Regions from separate parts of the Mus musculus genome. Here regions 2 and 3 are each linked to region 1. Evidence: chromatin contacts called from public HiChIP or PLAC-seq data. All regions are on one chromosome and are shown on one strand. Each heading gives the region's core, a stretch centred on a gene start, on an enhancer-like site or on the middle of the called end of the contact. The rest is flanking DNA. Distances are from core to core; before and after follow the strand shown. Region 1 overlaps Sacs (sacsin). Region 2 overlaps Spata13 (spermatogenesis associated 13). Region 3 holds the start of Mipepos (a long non-coding RNA gene).

The links. HiChIP or PLAC-seq counts read pairs in DNA pulled down with a chosen protein or histone mark.
Region 2: a contact with region 1 is called in an H3K4me3 HiChIP or PLAC-seq map of the 230-238 cell line, with 10 read pairs. The contact joins two enhancer-like sites. A contact is called at or near these places in 3 of 39 promoter capture datasets (embryonic stem cells, hippocampal neurons and stem cell-derived epiblast-like cells) and 3 of 115 datasets of contacts at active chromatin or transcription factors (the 230-238 cell line, embryonic stem cells and large pre-B cells).
Region 3: a contact with region 1 is called in an H3K4me3 HiChIP or PLAC-seq map of the 230-238 cell line, with 10 read pairs. The contact joins the promoter of Mipepos here to the enhancer-like site in region 1. A contact is called at or near these places in 13 of 39 promoter capture datasets (the 3T3-L1 cell line, the C10 cell line, the HPC-7 cell line and 9 more), 2 of 15 datasets of contacts at CTCF or cohesin (embryonic stem cells and large pre-B cells), 3 of 484 Hi-C or Micro-C datasets (the HL-1 cell line and embryonic stem cells), 6 of 115 datasets of contacts at active chromatin or transcription factors (the 230-238 cell line, embryonic basal ganglia, embryonic fibroblasts and 3 more) and 2 of 9 other capture datasets (adipose tissue and liver).

Annotation. Positions count from the first base shown.
Region 1 is chr14:61,152,718-61,157,663 of GRCm38.p6, reverse strand. All of the region lies in intron 2 of Sacs (sacsin), which reads right to left. Among named protein-coding and RNA genes, the nearest start is that of Sacs, 17 kb to the right of the region's middle. Within about 2 kb of position 2,228, at least 21 of the 459 cell types and tissues checked have an H3K27ac peak or open chromatin away from gene starts, as enhancers often do. A contact at or near this core is called in the 230-238 cell line, neural stem cells and pre-B cells, where this site is marked.
Region 2 is chr14:60,706,711-60,711,656 of GRCm38.p6, reverse strand. It overlaps Spata13 (spermatogenesis associated 13), which reads right to left. Exons shown (of 13, transcript NM_001033272.2): 3 at 4,578-4,943; 4 at 2,088-2,232. Among named protein-coding and RNA genes, the nearest start is that of Gm41165, 25 kb to the right of the region's middle. Within about 2 kb of position 2,321, at least 90 of the 459 cell types and tissues checked have an H3K27ac peak or open chromatin away from gene starts, as enhancers often do. A contact at or near this core is called in the 230-238 cell line, where this site is marked.
Region 3 is chr14:60,781,988-60,786,933 of GRCm38.p6, reverse strand. Mipepos (a long non-coding RNA gene) reads left to right here and starts at 2,385. Exons shown (of 3, transcript XR_001781278.2): 1 at 2,385-2,461; 2 at 2,573-2,920. Mipep (mitochondrial intermediate peptidase) reads right to left here and starts at 2,368. Exons shown (of 19, transcript NM_027436.3): 1 at 2,064-2,368. The coding sequence starts at 2,246.

The DNA of each region.
Region 1 (4,946 bases), core at 979-3,478:
GTCAGGAAACACCTGGGACTTGCTTTAAAAATGCCTAGTAAAAGCTCCCTCTTCCGAGCCAGGGAAGAGAGGAAGGAAGGATGTTAAGAGCAATGGAGGAGCTAGAGAAAGTACCCAAGGAGCTAAAGGGATCTGCAACCCTATAGGTGGAACAACAATATGAACTAACCAGTACCCCCCGGAGCTCGTGTCTCTAGCTGCATATGTACCAGAAGATGGCCTAGTCGGCCATCAGTGGAAAGAGAGGCCCATTGGTCTTGCAAACTTTATATGCCTCAGTACAGGGGAACGCCAGGGCCAAGAAGTGGGAGTGGGTGGGTAGGGGAATGGGGGATATGGGGCACTTTTGGGATAGCATTGGAAATGTAAATGAAGAAAATACCTAATTAAAAATTAAAAATAAAAAAAAAATAAAAGAAAGTATTTAATTGGAAAAAAAAGAGCTGGAGGAGGGGAAGGAGTGAACGGGTGGAGTGCAGTGGTCATGACATCATGGCTTCACTCAGGAACTCACTGTGACTACCTGCACAAGGTCAGACCAACAAAGTCATATTCCAAAAGGAAGCACTAACTGAGCCTGGGGTGGTGGCCCAGGCCTTTAATCCCACCACTCAGGAGGAAAGGACAGTCAGAGCTCTATTTCTAGCTACCACGATCTATTTGAGTTCCAAGCCAGCCAAGGCTGCACAGTGAGGTACTGTGTCAAAAAACAAAAACAAAAACAAAGGAAAGCAAAAGAAAGAAAAATAGAAGTACTTACTGGACTCAGTGGGTTTCCAAAAACTGTAAAGGAGGACAGGAAGGTGAGGAGAGGACATGCTGGGGTAGGATTGTCCAGGGGGAAGGAGAGGGAGAGCTGGGAGTGACTATGACCAAGATACATTGTATACATTGCATACATCATATACATTGTATACATTGCACACATCATACACACTGTATACATGTGTGAAACTATCAAAGCAAAGTTTAACTAGATGATTCTCTGAGTGATGATTCTTCTAGTGATCCTGGTCAATAGGCTGAAGAAAGGACAGTTGCTGTCTTTCTGAGTTTAGAAAGCAGCACCCTGGAGAGTTGGTAGGCACCAGGAAAGCTTGCCCCAAATGTGTGAGCAAGGAAGAGGTAACTGTCCACTCAACATCCAAGGGAGAAGGCAAAACAAATTCACTGTGCTACTTCTCTGGTCATGATGACAGAATACTTGACAGAAACTACTGAAGGGAGGGTATGTTCTGGTTCATGGTTTCTGACAGGCAAGGCTGGAGTGTGTGGTAGCTGCTCACATGGCACCAAACCAAGAAGCAGGAAACTCGGGAAGTGGGAACCATCAACAGATAAAGCTTTCAGTGCCTAACTGTAGCACCCCACTTCTTGCTGGGCCACCCACCCCAGAGGTTCCATACCTTCCCTGAACAGCTCCACCAGCTGAGGCCAGGTACGCAAACACATGAGGTAATGGTGTCTGCTGTGCATTTACACTGCAACTCACTGTTCTGACAAGGATCCATGAGGCAGGTGGACAGACACTCAACTGGAATCACGGGTCCAGCTCAACAGAATTGTCAGGATGGTTTTTCTCACAATGAGGAAAGTCACTGATCCATGTCTTCAGCATGACAAATGGCAAAGCTGAGACTGAAAGCAAGCAGGGCCAGGTTGACTTACACCATTCCACAATGTTCTGTTTCCCCTTACAGAGGTGGAAGGGTACTTACAGGGAGTTTGTTTTGCACTGTTTAGATGTGGCTGTTTCTAAGGCAAAGAGGAGACATGGGGACAGGGCAGGTCCCACATTCCTCTTGCCTGGCCACATTCAGAGCAATGGCTCTGAGCCTGGGACAATACAAGGTGAAGCCATAGTGCCCAGGCAATAAGGGACAGAGTCTTAGAAAGACAAATGTCATATGTGTTCTCTCACCTGAAGAATGTAGATTTAAGAATTATACATATGGAAACAGAAAAGGACCAGAGAGGGAGAGGGACAAGAAAAGATATGACAGAAGTAGCTATGATGAGCTTTCATGTAAAATGCCACAATGAAACATTATTTTCTATAATAAATCTATTTATAGTAATAAAGTTATTTGATTAAAAATAGAGGGCAAGTCTGACTTCACACAGTGCTACTACAAGGGCCCTTTCTGCCACCCCCACCCACACACTACAAGTAGCTTTGGGTTCAAGGGTTCCCCTGGGAACACAGGGATGACATCTTGCCCAGAACACCAGCTGCAGAGGCATGGCACAGACTCCAGGGCCAAGGAACTCAAGTGGAAAGAACATGAACAAACTTATCCCTGAGCCCTTGTGTGTTATCCCTGCCCCAAGCGTGCCCAGAAATAGCTGGGGGGGGGGGGGGTTGAAGCAGATGGCAGAGGAAGAGAGTTGGGGTCCTGTCACACAAAAGAAGGTTTAGAGCCAGAAAAAACATGTGGTGCACACTAATTGCCCTTACTTTTACTCATGAGCTTCTGAGACCTAGGAGGCGTGGAATAATCTCAAAGCCACTGACCCAGCCTTGCCCCCAGCACTGGGCACTGCTACTTGAACATGGCTTGAAGCCTGAATGACCTCTATGCCTGTCCTTCATCGGGCATGCTGGCTTGGCATGTTGTCTTGGCCCTCACCCGCCCACCTGCTTCTCCCTGTCTGTACCTGATTCTCGGACTGCAGATCTGCCTGCCATCCTGAAGACTCTGCCCTTCCATCTGCAGATTTGTTTCTTCCATTTTGGGAGCATACACGCATGTATTTGGTTTTAGTATCTGGTTTCTGGCACAGAGCACCTAAAACCCTTGAATCTTGCTGAGTAATAGGAGAGTGTATTTAGTTATTCATAGGGCTCCTTTGGACCTTGAGTGTAAGTGCAGAGGCAACTCTCAGCGACCTCAAGATGGGGGCTAGTGGCCAGAGGAACAGGTGATGCATTTAAGCCCCCCTCTCCTCCCCATCCATAAGAAATCCCAAAGAGAAAAAATGAGATGGAGATTGAATTCGATCACCAATGGCCAATGACTATGTTATTTCAATGTAATGGAAGTTTAATACAAACTCCAAGGCGATGGAGCTGAGGGAGCTTGTAATTAGTGAATGTATCAAGGTGCTGGAAGGGGGATGCTCGGAGAGGGGCAGGGAAGACTCAGGCCACCACCCTCACCACACTATAGCCTCTGTGATTGTTTCAGTTTAGTGTTCCTGAAATAAATGGAACATATAGAATCCTTATAATAGTAAGAGAAAATCTTAGGAAGAGCACTTTCCTCAAGGCTAAGTTGTTTCAACAGATTATGAAACCCAGGTTTAGGGACCATCTTAGGCATTCTCTGATTTTCAGTTGGTTAGGCAGACGTGTAGGTGGTCTGAGCATCCCATCCATTGATAGCTGACATCTCAGGTAGGTACAGTCTCATTTGGGCTAGGGCTTTAATGTTCAGGGTTTGGGCTAACTCTAAAATTGAAATGTGGGCCACCCAATGGATATGCAAAATTACTATGGTTTCTGGAAAAACGACTATAACTTTTACAATAACCCGGTGCTAACATTCTTTTGTGATGTAGTCAGCATTCTGATGCAGCCAGGAGATACAGTCTCTTTGGAGAGCCTAACAGTGGGCTGGCCCACAGCCATTAGGTCAGCATCTCCAACATCCTACCTGTTGGCCAGAGCTACCATCACTTCTAGTCTGGAGTGTTGCATCTTGTGATTGGCTTCCCAACATCTACCTCTGCCCCTCAACAGATCGGCTACAGGGACACTTTGAGAATGGTTCCCTTCTCTATTTCAGGGACCCAGGGCCTGGTCACTGGAACATTCTTCTTCACACAGGTTATGATTGAATCTCCCCTTGCCTTCAATGCCTGCTCAGCTGTCACCTCCACTGATGACCAGTGTGTCCTTGTCCTGACCATGCTATTTAAAACTGTGGCTCTTGGTCCCACTGAGCTGCAGCAGGTGTCTCCGTTTCCCTGCCTTGCTTTTGTCCTATCACACCATACACTGCTAATATGTACGATTCATAAAAGCGGGTGCCTATATCAGTTGTATTCCTGGGTCTAATCCAGAGCCTTGGTGCATAACAGATCCTTAATCTGTGAATATGTGGTTCTGAGGACAAAGCTGTTTAGAGAATTCACAGCACTCAGAGGTCCTGGGATCAGTGTAAGTGTCACTCAAAGAAAGACAGGATAGGAGGCTGGGAATACCTCCGTGTGAGTCTGAAGAGGGGCTCTTCTTGGCCAAATCCAGTAGGGTTTTTTTTTCCAACTACAGAGAGACCCTTATTAAACAGGCCCCATCAGTAGGCTCTTTGTCTTGTCTAAGGTCAGTCATGGTCAGAACTGTTTAGTTAGTTCAGGAAGAATCCCCTGGTCTAGATACTCATCACTCTGCTTCCTGCCTCAGGAATCCTGTGTAGCGTGTTTAACAAGAATCCCTTCATGGTTTTCCATCGATCCCTCCCACTGCCCATTGGCTGGGACACAGCTGCTGTAATGCCTTAGAAGTTGAGCTTACATTCCATCCCCATTTTCAAAGTCTTGGTACCTGTCACTACAGTCCTAGTCTTCCTCACTGTTGTAACAAGGGTCAGAAATAATACACTCTTTAACAATCATGGTACCATGCCTTGTACAAGATCAAGTTCATCACTGGGCTCTCAGAGTCCTCACTCGGGACCCCAGATGCACACTTTTGAAGCCTTCAGCCATCTTTTCTGACTGACTGATCAGCAGTCAATGGGAGATTGCCCTCCTGAGCCATTGCTCCCACGACACCCGCTGGAAGTAGAATGAGAGGTGAGTCTACTTCCCACAGTCCTGAGTGGAACACTCTAGAGACTGTGCGGAGTTTTGGGTAGATAGAAGATCCATCAGAGTCCCAAGCTCATGGAGGCTGGGTTTGTGCAGAGACAGCTAGGTTTCTGTCCCAAGTAGCCATTTGCAGA
Region 2 (4,946 bases), core at 1,072-3,571, 450 kb after region 1:
TCTGGTGACTACTCAGGGTCACTCCTGCCCCTTCCTGTCCTCCCCCACCCCTCCTCATTTTCTTGCGAGCACTAGTGACTTAGGGAATCCTACCAGGAAGCCATTCAAATGCTGGAGTGTACAGTACCCCTCTGTATCCGAGGGTCCTTTGGATGACAAGCTCCTCTGTGGATACTCAAGCCCCTTTACTTAAAATAGTTGCCTTAGCATATAACATATACATTCTCCTGAATACTCGCAATCATCTCTAGATGACTCACAAAACTTGTACAATGTAAACAGCATGTGCACACTTGCTCAAGTCTAGTGCGTAGGTCATGAAAAGGGTGGAGCTGGAACACGGAGCATGTGAGACCCTGGGTTCATGCTCAACGGAGAGGAGTCTGGGCATATTCATTGAAGATATAACTCTTCTCACTATTTCCAGTGGATTAACTGTGTAAATGGTATAGGTATAGCAGTGTAGGTTTGGCCATGGGCATACCCCACCTTGCTGTCTTCTCCTTCACGATGCCCCTGTCCTAGCCAACAGTTCCCTGCCAATCATTCCCCTCTCACAGAGCTTTAAGGGATGGAGGAGCTCTGTCACCTCTGGGTGTCACCTCTGGGAGCGAGGCCTACCCTTCTCCTGTACTAACACTGACGGCAGGGGGCTAAACCCCTGTCCAAATGCGGAGCCCACAAACGGACTCCCAGACCTTGACCTTGCCCCACCACCTACACCATGAACAGGCCACTGGGCTCAAGTGGCTGGAGATTCCCTCCTGGGATCCTGACTCTTGCAAGTACAACTGGAGAGTAGAGTAGGGCAGGCTAGCCTTTCCCCTTCTCCTGGTGGAACCATGCCCAACCTTCTGTGACTACCAGGAGCTATCGTATTATCCTCAATGTTTTATATGGGAGCACCCAACACCTTCCTAATTCATTCCCCCCTTTTTTTCTCCCTCTCCCTCTCTCCCTCTATGGTTTTTCTAGATGAGGCTTTTCTGTATAGCCCCGGCTGTTCTAGAACTAGCTCTATAGATCAGACCGGCCATAAACTCAAAGATCTGTCTAAGTGTTGGGGTTAAAGGCGTGTACCACCACGCCATCTTTTCTTTTTCCTTTCAATTCAGAGTCTCACGTAGCCCAAGTTAGCCCCACACTTGTAACTGAGGAGGACCCTGAACTTCTGGTTTTCCTGCTTCCATCTCCCAAGTACTGAGACTCCCGGCATGTTCCACTCTGCGCCGTTTTACATTAGGGTTTAAGCTCAGGGCTTTGTGAGTGCTGGGCCAGCACCCCACCAAATGAATGCACCCCAACACCCTTTTTTCTTAAACTAGTCAGTTAGTTTTACTGTTTTCAAACAAAGAACCCTAAGAGGTTTGTCTCTGTTTTTCTTTATAAATTAAAAAAAAAAAGTCACATAGACCATGAAACAGGCTTCTTGGCTGTATGTGAAGGCTGAGGAGAGACCCCCTCTGTTCCTCATAACCTAGTGTTTTCCATGCCTTTCTGATCCTTGTTGGTATCTGAGCACATGCAGGCATGATAGACATCGGGACAATTCGCTAAAGCACTTTTGATTGACCTGAACCCCCAAATGATGGTGGCATCCCTGCTCCAGACCCCTAATTGTGACCTAGATGGAAACACGGTCTTTGCAGGTGGCGAGTTAGGATGAGGGCCTTGGGGTGGGGAAGGGGCCCACTTGAGACGGATGTCCTTACAAAAGAAGGCACATTTGCAACAGGGCGAATGTCACAGAGTGTGCAGGTGGAGACAGGCTGCATGGGCCAGCCAGGGAGCCCTGAGGCTGGCAGAAGCCAGGCGAGGTTCAGCTCCCCATTCCTGCATCCTCAAAAAACCAAAAAACTACCCTCCACACCAGAACCTTAGGTCTCTAGCCTGGTCATCGGTTTACCCTGGCATGGCTCTGCAGCAACTCAAGAGACATGCAGACTTGACAGGAGTTTGAAATCCTGAGTAACCCAGATAATAACTTCCACACTGCCCTGGCCACAAGATGGGAAAAGTGCAGAATCCCTTGGTGCCTCAGGCTCCCTGGTCCCAGACAAAAGATTCCAGGAAGCCCCAAGACTCACCATTGGATGTTTTCATCTGCCGTCGCCGCCCCACGCGGTCCAGCCCGATGGGAGTGCTCTGAGAGAAGGTGAAGGGCCGGAGGCGGGCAGACACAGCCTTGTAGGGTGGAACTTGGTGTGCAGGCACAGGAGGCCTGGCTGCTGGCTGTGAAAGGAAGTGAGAAGCTGTGAGAAGGTGCCAGGAAGTCTCAGCTCCTGCGAGCCACAAAACAGTTCTGTGTTCTCGCCTTGAAGCCACTGGCAGATGTGGAGTGTCTTCTTCAAACCCCCGCCAGCAGCTGTATGCTGCACCAAGCTCTGTAGCAATAGGCTGTTCTAAAGTTCCAACAGGCAGCTTCAAAGCTGGCTCTGTCACACTTCTTCCTACTTGTGAGAGACATGCCGGTGGGGAACAGGGAGAGAAAGAGAGGCCTCTGAGGGAGAGGAAGGCTGAGGCAGCAGCAGAGCTGTGAGCGACAGTTAGGAAAGCACGGTGACCATAGCAGCATCCGAGGATGCAAGGGCAGGACCACAGCACACAGGCATGGTCACAGATCTCCAGTGACAGCTTTTATTTAAAAAGAACTTATTTAGGAGGCTGGAGAGGAGGCTCAGGATTAAGAGTGCTAGCTGTTCTACCAGAGGACCTGGATTTAATTCCTAGCACCTACATGGCAGCTCACAACTATTTGTAACTCCAGTCCCAGGGGATCTGACACCCTCACACTGGCATACATGCAAGCAAAACACCAATGCTCATAAAGTTAAAATAAATAATTCACTAAAATTGTTTTTTATCTTACATAGTTTGGGTGTATGAGAGAGAGGGGGAGAGAGAGACAGAGAGACAGAGACAGACAGACATATGAGTGGGTACCTGCAGAGGCCCAAAGAGGGTGTCTGATCCCTTTGTACTGCAGTTAAAGGTGTAAGTGAGCTGCTTCATATGGGTGTTCTATAAGAGGAATAAGAACTGTCTCCCCTACTAATGAGCTGTCTCCCCTCCTGGGCTTTTTAGGGTGTATACTAGGGTCTCACTTTGTAGACCAGGCTGGCCTCAATCCCCCAAGTTCTCTGCCTCAGCATCCTGAATTCTAGAATTATAGGCACAAGCACCATGTCTGGGGCACAATACTATTTTGACGATCCGAAACAAAGTGTGTTCTAAGTATCTCTGACTATCCTTGCCTCAACTGTGCCTTGCATTTAGATACATTACAGTTTGCTTTAGTTTAGTTAGAAATATTTCCCAACAAGTGGAGCACCTGAAAACAAAAGGATCTTAAAGACCTTGTCATATCTTTAACTTCACTTTTGCTTGTGTCTTTTGCTTGTCTCTGAGGCATGGTCTCATAACCCACAATAGTCTCCCTTGGCTGAACGGACTTGAATTCCTCACCCCCCCCCCCACTTCCTTCTCACAAGAGCTGGGGTCACAGCTGTGTGCCACCACACTGGCCTTATAACTTTACTTGAAGAATTCAACTCAACTGACTTAAGCAAGGGTTTTAGAGTGTTTGCTACAAGCAGGACATTGTGCTGAGCTTGGCAGGAAAAACTTTAACACACAGCCCAAGCCCAATATAGAATTTCTCCCCCCACCCCCGCCCCAGAGAATTTTACAGGTAATTTAAGAAAGCACCTCGCAGGTTTTCAATATGAAACTGAGCATATAAGTTATTATATAAACTATTCCATGACCGTATGAGTATGCTCATGAGTTAGTTGGCACAGCTAAGCAAAGAAGTTTGACTTTCACCAAGATAGAGCCTTTACATGAATATTCCATAACCTTAAAGTGCTCACTAGGCACTTAAGAAATCCTTGCCAGATGTGCTGGGGGCCAATGGTGTTGATGGTCTAACCTGCAACCCAAAAGCAGAACAAGGCAAGGTGGTGTTGCTTTATGGTAGAGAGCTCGCCCAGGATGTTCCGAGCCTGGGTCCGTTCTAGGAATGGTTGGTGATTAATCACTGGGGACAGACGTGATTTTAGAAGACAGAGAAGTTAGTTCTCCTCTCATGGTCCTCTGCTTTGTTTTGGGGGATGGATGGGAGGAACACAGGTCTTCCTGCATGAAGACAAATGCTATCACTGAGCTACATCCACCCCGCCAACCCCCCACCCCAGTCCCTTCTCTTTCATCTTTACTTTGTTCCTATGTTTGCATTCTAATAACGGACCACTTAAGTCTTTCGAAAATCACTCCCCTCAGGAAGTAAACCAGATAAAGCCAGGCTATGGCCCCCCCGGCTCAGGTCTCAGGGCTTTTCAGACTAATGGCAAGTCTGTGCTGTGAGCTGAGGCTCCAGGAAAGGAGAATAGAAAGCAGATGATGAGAGAGCGGACTGTTAGTGTGGATCCAAGTAGGTTTCAAAGTCAGGAAGAAAAGGAGTGAGGAGGTATGTCCCCCTCCAGAAGGAAAAGCAGTGTCCAGTTTAGTCTGCAGGGAGGACAGAGGCAGGGAGCTGAGCGTCTCTGCTGGCCATGGTTGAAGAAACCAGCTCTTACTTGGACCAAGAGGTTCTCCACATCCTCTACCTGGGTGTTGCCATAGAAGCTGACCCCTCCAATCACAGATATAGGTCGCCTTCTCCGGCCTCCCCTGCAAGAGCCTGAGGGGGCGCATGGATCCTGGCTGGTGGTAGTCACACTTGCTGGGTGCATCCTGTCCACGTGGTCCTCATCTGGAGGGTCTGCAGCAATGGCATCTTCAGGAATGGACAAGCTTCTGCCGGCCAGCTGGCCATAGTCAGACAGTGGTCGTGGCCGGGTGCGGCGTCCCGAGCCCCACCTCCTCCTGGAGATTCGAGGCGCCTCATTCTGCTCCTCCTCCAGGGCTGAGCCCTGCGGCCAGTCATCCTCAGTCACCAGGACCTT
Region 3 (4,946 bases), core at 1,136-3,635, 370 kb after region 1:
CAGCTATAATTAGTTCACAACCTTGGTCACTTGATCATTCCTCCCGGGCTTCAGTTTTCTCATCAAGTATCTGAGGCTGGCAGTATACCTGTCAGCACAGAAACATACTAAAGCAGACAGTATGTATGAGTGCCTCACATACAGCGAGGTCTCCACACATAATACCAACCCACAATACCAATAACCCACAAGGAGACGTAACATACCAAACCCAGTCACTGGCTGAAACTAAGGAACTCCAGTATTTTAATAAAGAAAAATAAAATCACTAATCTAATGCGAATGACCATCTTTGAACAGCAGCTGGAGCACCAATCCTGGCGCCCTGAGAAAGCTGATGCTTAATATAACGCAGGCCAAAGTGTGCCATGTACTTTACACAGATTCTCTCAGCTAAATCACACAGTTCTAGAACCGGGAGTACATTCCCCTTTTACGGATATGGAAATACGCTTTAAAATTCTTTTTGTTTCCTGTGACTGAGTCTGGAACTTCAGATCTTCTCATCTATGCATCCCAAGTCCTAAAAGCCAGGCATATGGACATACAGGCACCTATACACACAAACAAACAAAAACATAATTAAAAACAACTTGGGAAGAAGGGCTGGAGAGATGGCCCAGTGGTTACTGCTCTTGCAGAGGACCGGGGTTCTATTCCCAGCATCTTATATGGTAGTTTACCACCTGTTTACAACTTCAGTTGCAGGGGATAGAACACCCTCTTTTCGCCTGCACGGACACTGCGCATGTGGTGAATTTACATATATTTGGGCAAAACACATAAAATAAAAAAATAAAAAAAGCTTGAAAGTCAAATGTTTGTGGCATGCAACTATAATCCCAGCAGTCCTCCTACATCAAGATAGAAACAAGAAAACAGCCCAGAAGCTCAAGAACCAAATAGGAGCAGGAACGATAACCTGAGTATTCAGTCCAATAGCAAAACCAAGAGAGACTCCACCTCCAAAAGGTTGAAGGTTACAGATCCGGAAAGGCTGTCCTCTGGCCTGCGCCTTCCAGACCTGCATGCATTCACACACACACACACACACACACACACACACACTAAACAATGGTTTAAAATACAGGTGAAATCAGTTCTATTTCATCCACCCAAAACCAAGCTTATCTTTCTGCTAAAAGGCACTTCCAACACCAACTCCACTAATACCAGCATCATCGACCTTTATGGGTTTTGGAGGAAAATTTATATAATAAGAAAGAACTTTCAAATAGACAAAGTTAAACACAGAGATATGCCATGAAGTACAATGAAGCTATATCCCAGACTTGTCTTTAGAAAGCTGCCCAACAGTGAAAAGATAAAAAAATAAAAAAACACTTTTAGAACCCACCTGGGGGTTCATATATCAGATGTTTATAATTCATAACAGTAGCACAATTAGTTGTGAAATAGCAACAAAATAATCTTATGGTTTGAGGTCACCGCATCGGGAGGAACTGTATTAAAGAGTCACAGCATTAGAAGGGTTGAAAAATCATTGTTTTAGGACAAAAATCTTTCCTCAGTCTTCCTGCCTTTTCCTCATTCATTATCAAGTGTCCAACACCACCAAGGGCAGAGTAGAAATAGCCAAGCAATTCTGATGACTTCGTAGGCTATGCAATAAACTACAAAGCACGACAGGAAATCTGATTTTTCTCAGTAGGGTTCTGTAGGTGCTTTCTGTTTTACCGCCGGTTCTTAAGCAACTCAGGCTAGTCTCAAAGTCAGTTCGGAGCCCAAAGGACTGTCTTTTGTACCCTCTTGCCTCTACCTATCAAGACTGTCTTACAAGAGCCACTATGCCTAGTTTAACAGGTTGTTTCAGAGCAGCCTGAAGTGGACAATTAAGGTGTGATGGAGTTTTCAAAGCAAGAGTGTCGTTACAAAGCCAAGGGCAAATGTGAACTCTGAAGCCAGAAGGAAAAGAATGGAGCTTGAGTAGAGGAAAGGCTGAGTTGCCGCTGGGTCAGCCGCTCCGGGGTGCGCTTATCCCGGCACAGTCCCTTTTCAGCCAGACGCGGAGCCCGCGCTGCCCAGACCCACGGCACGCTCACCCGGCGCTCCCCCAACAGGTTCCATAGGTGGCTCTGGGGCTTGACGTTGAAGGCGGCGCCCACCGGGGACCAGCTAGTACTGACGTCCCGGGCGCAGCTCCGGCCTGTGCGTCCCTGCAGAGCCGCCGCGGCTCCCCGGCCGCACAGCCGGCGGGCGTACCGTGCCCCGGCCGCCAGCAGCATCCTCCGGACCCCGGCTCTGCCAGGCTCGGGAAGCGCGCGCCCCGCGTTTCCAAGGCAGCAGCCCACGCCGCGGAACTCGCAGGGCAGACCCGGACTTGAGCACGCTAACAATCGTTAGGAAGAGCGTCGCCCTCCACGCCTTCTGAGCAGCTCCAGTTTCGTAGCGCCCTCGTGTGTCTGGAGGAAGAAACGTCCTGGATTTGAGTTTGACAGTGGTACTAGGGCACAGGGAGAAGGAAGTCGGGTCAGGCATTGGAACTTTTTACAGGTGCCAGGAATGAATGTGAGAACTCAAGATGCTTTCTTGATGCTTTCTTGATTCTCAGAGGAGACTCAATGGCGGCGCGTGAAAGGATCCAGAAGAAACCACAAGCAGTCGAAATCCAAGGCACCTGTCTTCTCCAAAAGTTGTTGAAGTCACTTCCATGTCTGCATGCCCACCAGCTATGGTTGTGTATAGCCATGTGAATTAACTATTGGAGAATTATCATCTATTTTGACTTTGGAAACTATTGATACGGTCTAAGGGTTTTGGAATGATATAGTCTAGGAGTCTTGGTCAGGTTTGTTGTTTCTGCCAGCCGAAGAATTAAAAGGCAGGAAAAATCTGAAGACCAGCATGGAGCAGCAGAGAAATCTTAAGCATCGTGGACAGAATTAGGAGTAGAAGGAAGGTGAGTGAGGTGTGTGTTTCCTGCAACAGGCACACAGAAAAAGACTCTCTGCAAAGGGGACTCAGAAAGCTGGAGAGAGAGAAAAAGAGGGAGAGAGAGAGAGAGAGACTCCTCTCAGGGGCTGGGTTTATTATTATTATTATTATTATTATTATTATTATTATTATTTTAAGCCTCTGCAGAGCCTTCTGCTCCTAATTTAGGGCTGGAGAGTTTGAAGAAATCTAGGGTGGTTGGTTGGCCCAGAACTGTTGTGTGACATGTCCTGACCCAGTCTTGACTTCATTGAGCAGGTCCATCAGCAATGGGGTCTGGTGGTGGGAGAGGAAAACGGTAGGTTGAGGAAGAAGCTGGGCATCTTGGAGATTCACCACCATCATCACCTAGCCATGGTCCCCCCCCCCCTTTCTCTCTGCCTGCCCACCAGGGAGTCGATCTAACTCCCAGTGTCTCATCACGATAGTCTAAAATCTAAATCAGTACAGACAGGACTAATGTGAAATGTCCTACTGCGAAAATGAAAGGAAGGCAGAGGCTGGGAGGGAGGGCATTGGGAAATTGTGGTCGAGTGCCCGGGAAAGTAGAAATGACAGTGCAGACTTGGGAAAGCTTGGGGAAGTCTTTCTACACCCCTAGCCTTCTCCAGAGGAAGGACAGCCACACCACCGTGGTTCAGGGTGTAGGGTCCTGCCGGAAGCAGAGCTTTCTTTTGAAGGTGCAGTCATCTCTCCTGCAGAAGGTGACGTGAGGGGTGGCAGTCATATCTGCTTTATAGACCTTGGTAGGGGAGAAATGAACATTTTGAAGGTTTTGTGTGTGTTTGACTGGTTTGCAGACAGGCTCTCACTCCGTGTTCCAGGCTGTAACTCACCATGTATCCCAGTCTGAGCTCAAACTGGCAGTCTTGCCTCAGCATCCTCCTGGGTGCTGGGATTCCAGGCAGGAGCCACCATGCCTAGAAGGAAGGGTTTCATTATGAGAAATTCGATTTTTCCTTGAGAGATTGTTCTGGGTAGAAGGGGGGGGGCAGTAGACAGAAAAGGGACTGTGGTATCCCAGCCTTTGGGAGGTGGGGTTGAGAGGACACAGAGAGAGAGGCGGGGGGGGGGGGGGGGGGGGAGGGAGGGAAAAAAAAAAAAAGGCGGGGGAGGGAAAAAGGCGGGGGAGGGAGGGAAAAAGGTGGGGGAGGGAGGGAGAGAGGCGGGGGAGGGAGGGAGAGAGGCGGGGGAGGGAGGGAGAGAGGCGGGGGAGGGAGGGAGAGAGGCGGGGGAGGGAGGGAGAGAGGCGGGGGAGGGAGGGAGAGAGGACACAGGAGTAGCTTAGAGTGGTGATAGCATGAGTTCCCCTCACAGTGGGGTGGATGGAAGCAGAGAGAGTTCAGTGCTGGTACTTAGTTTAGCACTTCCTGTGTTCCTTTCTCTCCAGTCTGGACCCCAGCCCCTGGAACAGTACCACTCTCTTTCAGGACAGGTCCATCTCTCTTTAACTGAACCTTTCTGGAAAAGCTCTCACAGTAATGACCAGAGGGGTGTCTCAAAGGCGCTTCTAATATTGGCCATGTTGACAGTGAAGATTAGCTAGCCATCACAGCCAGGGTTTGGAAACCACCTGTAAAAGCATGTTCATTCCAGTGAGCATCTGAGTTTCGGATACGTGTGGACAATTCACCATCACTGCCAGGTACCCAGGTGGGCCGGAAGAAAATCTGCCTGAAACACTCCCTAAGAGTCCCGCAGTGAGATCGCATAAGGAAGTACAGCGTTGTGGCAAGACTGACCATTTCAAATACTGGGGTTTTCCCTGCTGGGTTTCAGACTGGCTTGAAACTCCTGGGCCCTTTTTGCCTCTCCTGTCTCCCTTTAATGGGCATCTTATGTCTAACCTAACACTGTACTTTGAAAGCAAATAACTTGCCGGACTAAAGATTTCCATCTCGCTAGATTCTTCCCAGATGTCCCACACAACAGGTCCCTCTTGTTGCTGATTTAAATGACTTCAAGGATGATTTTTTTAGGCATAAATGATA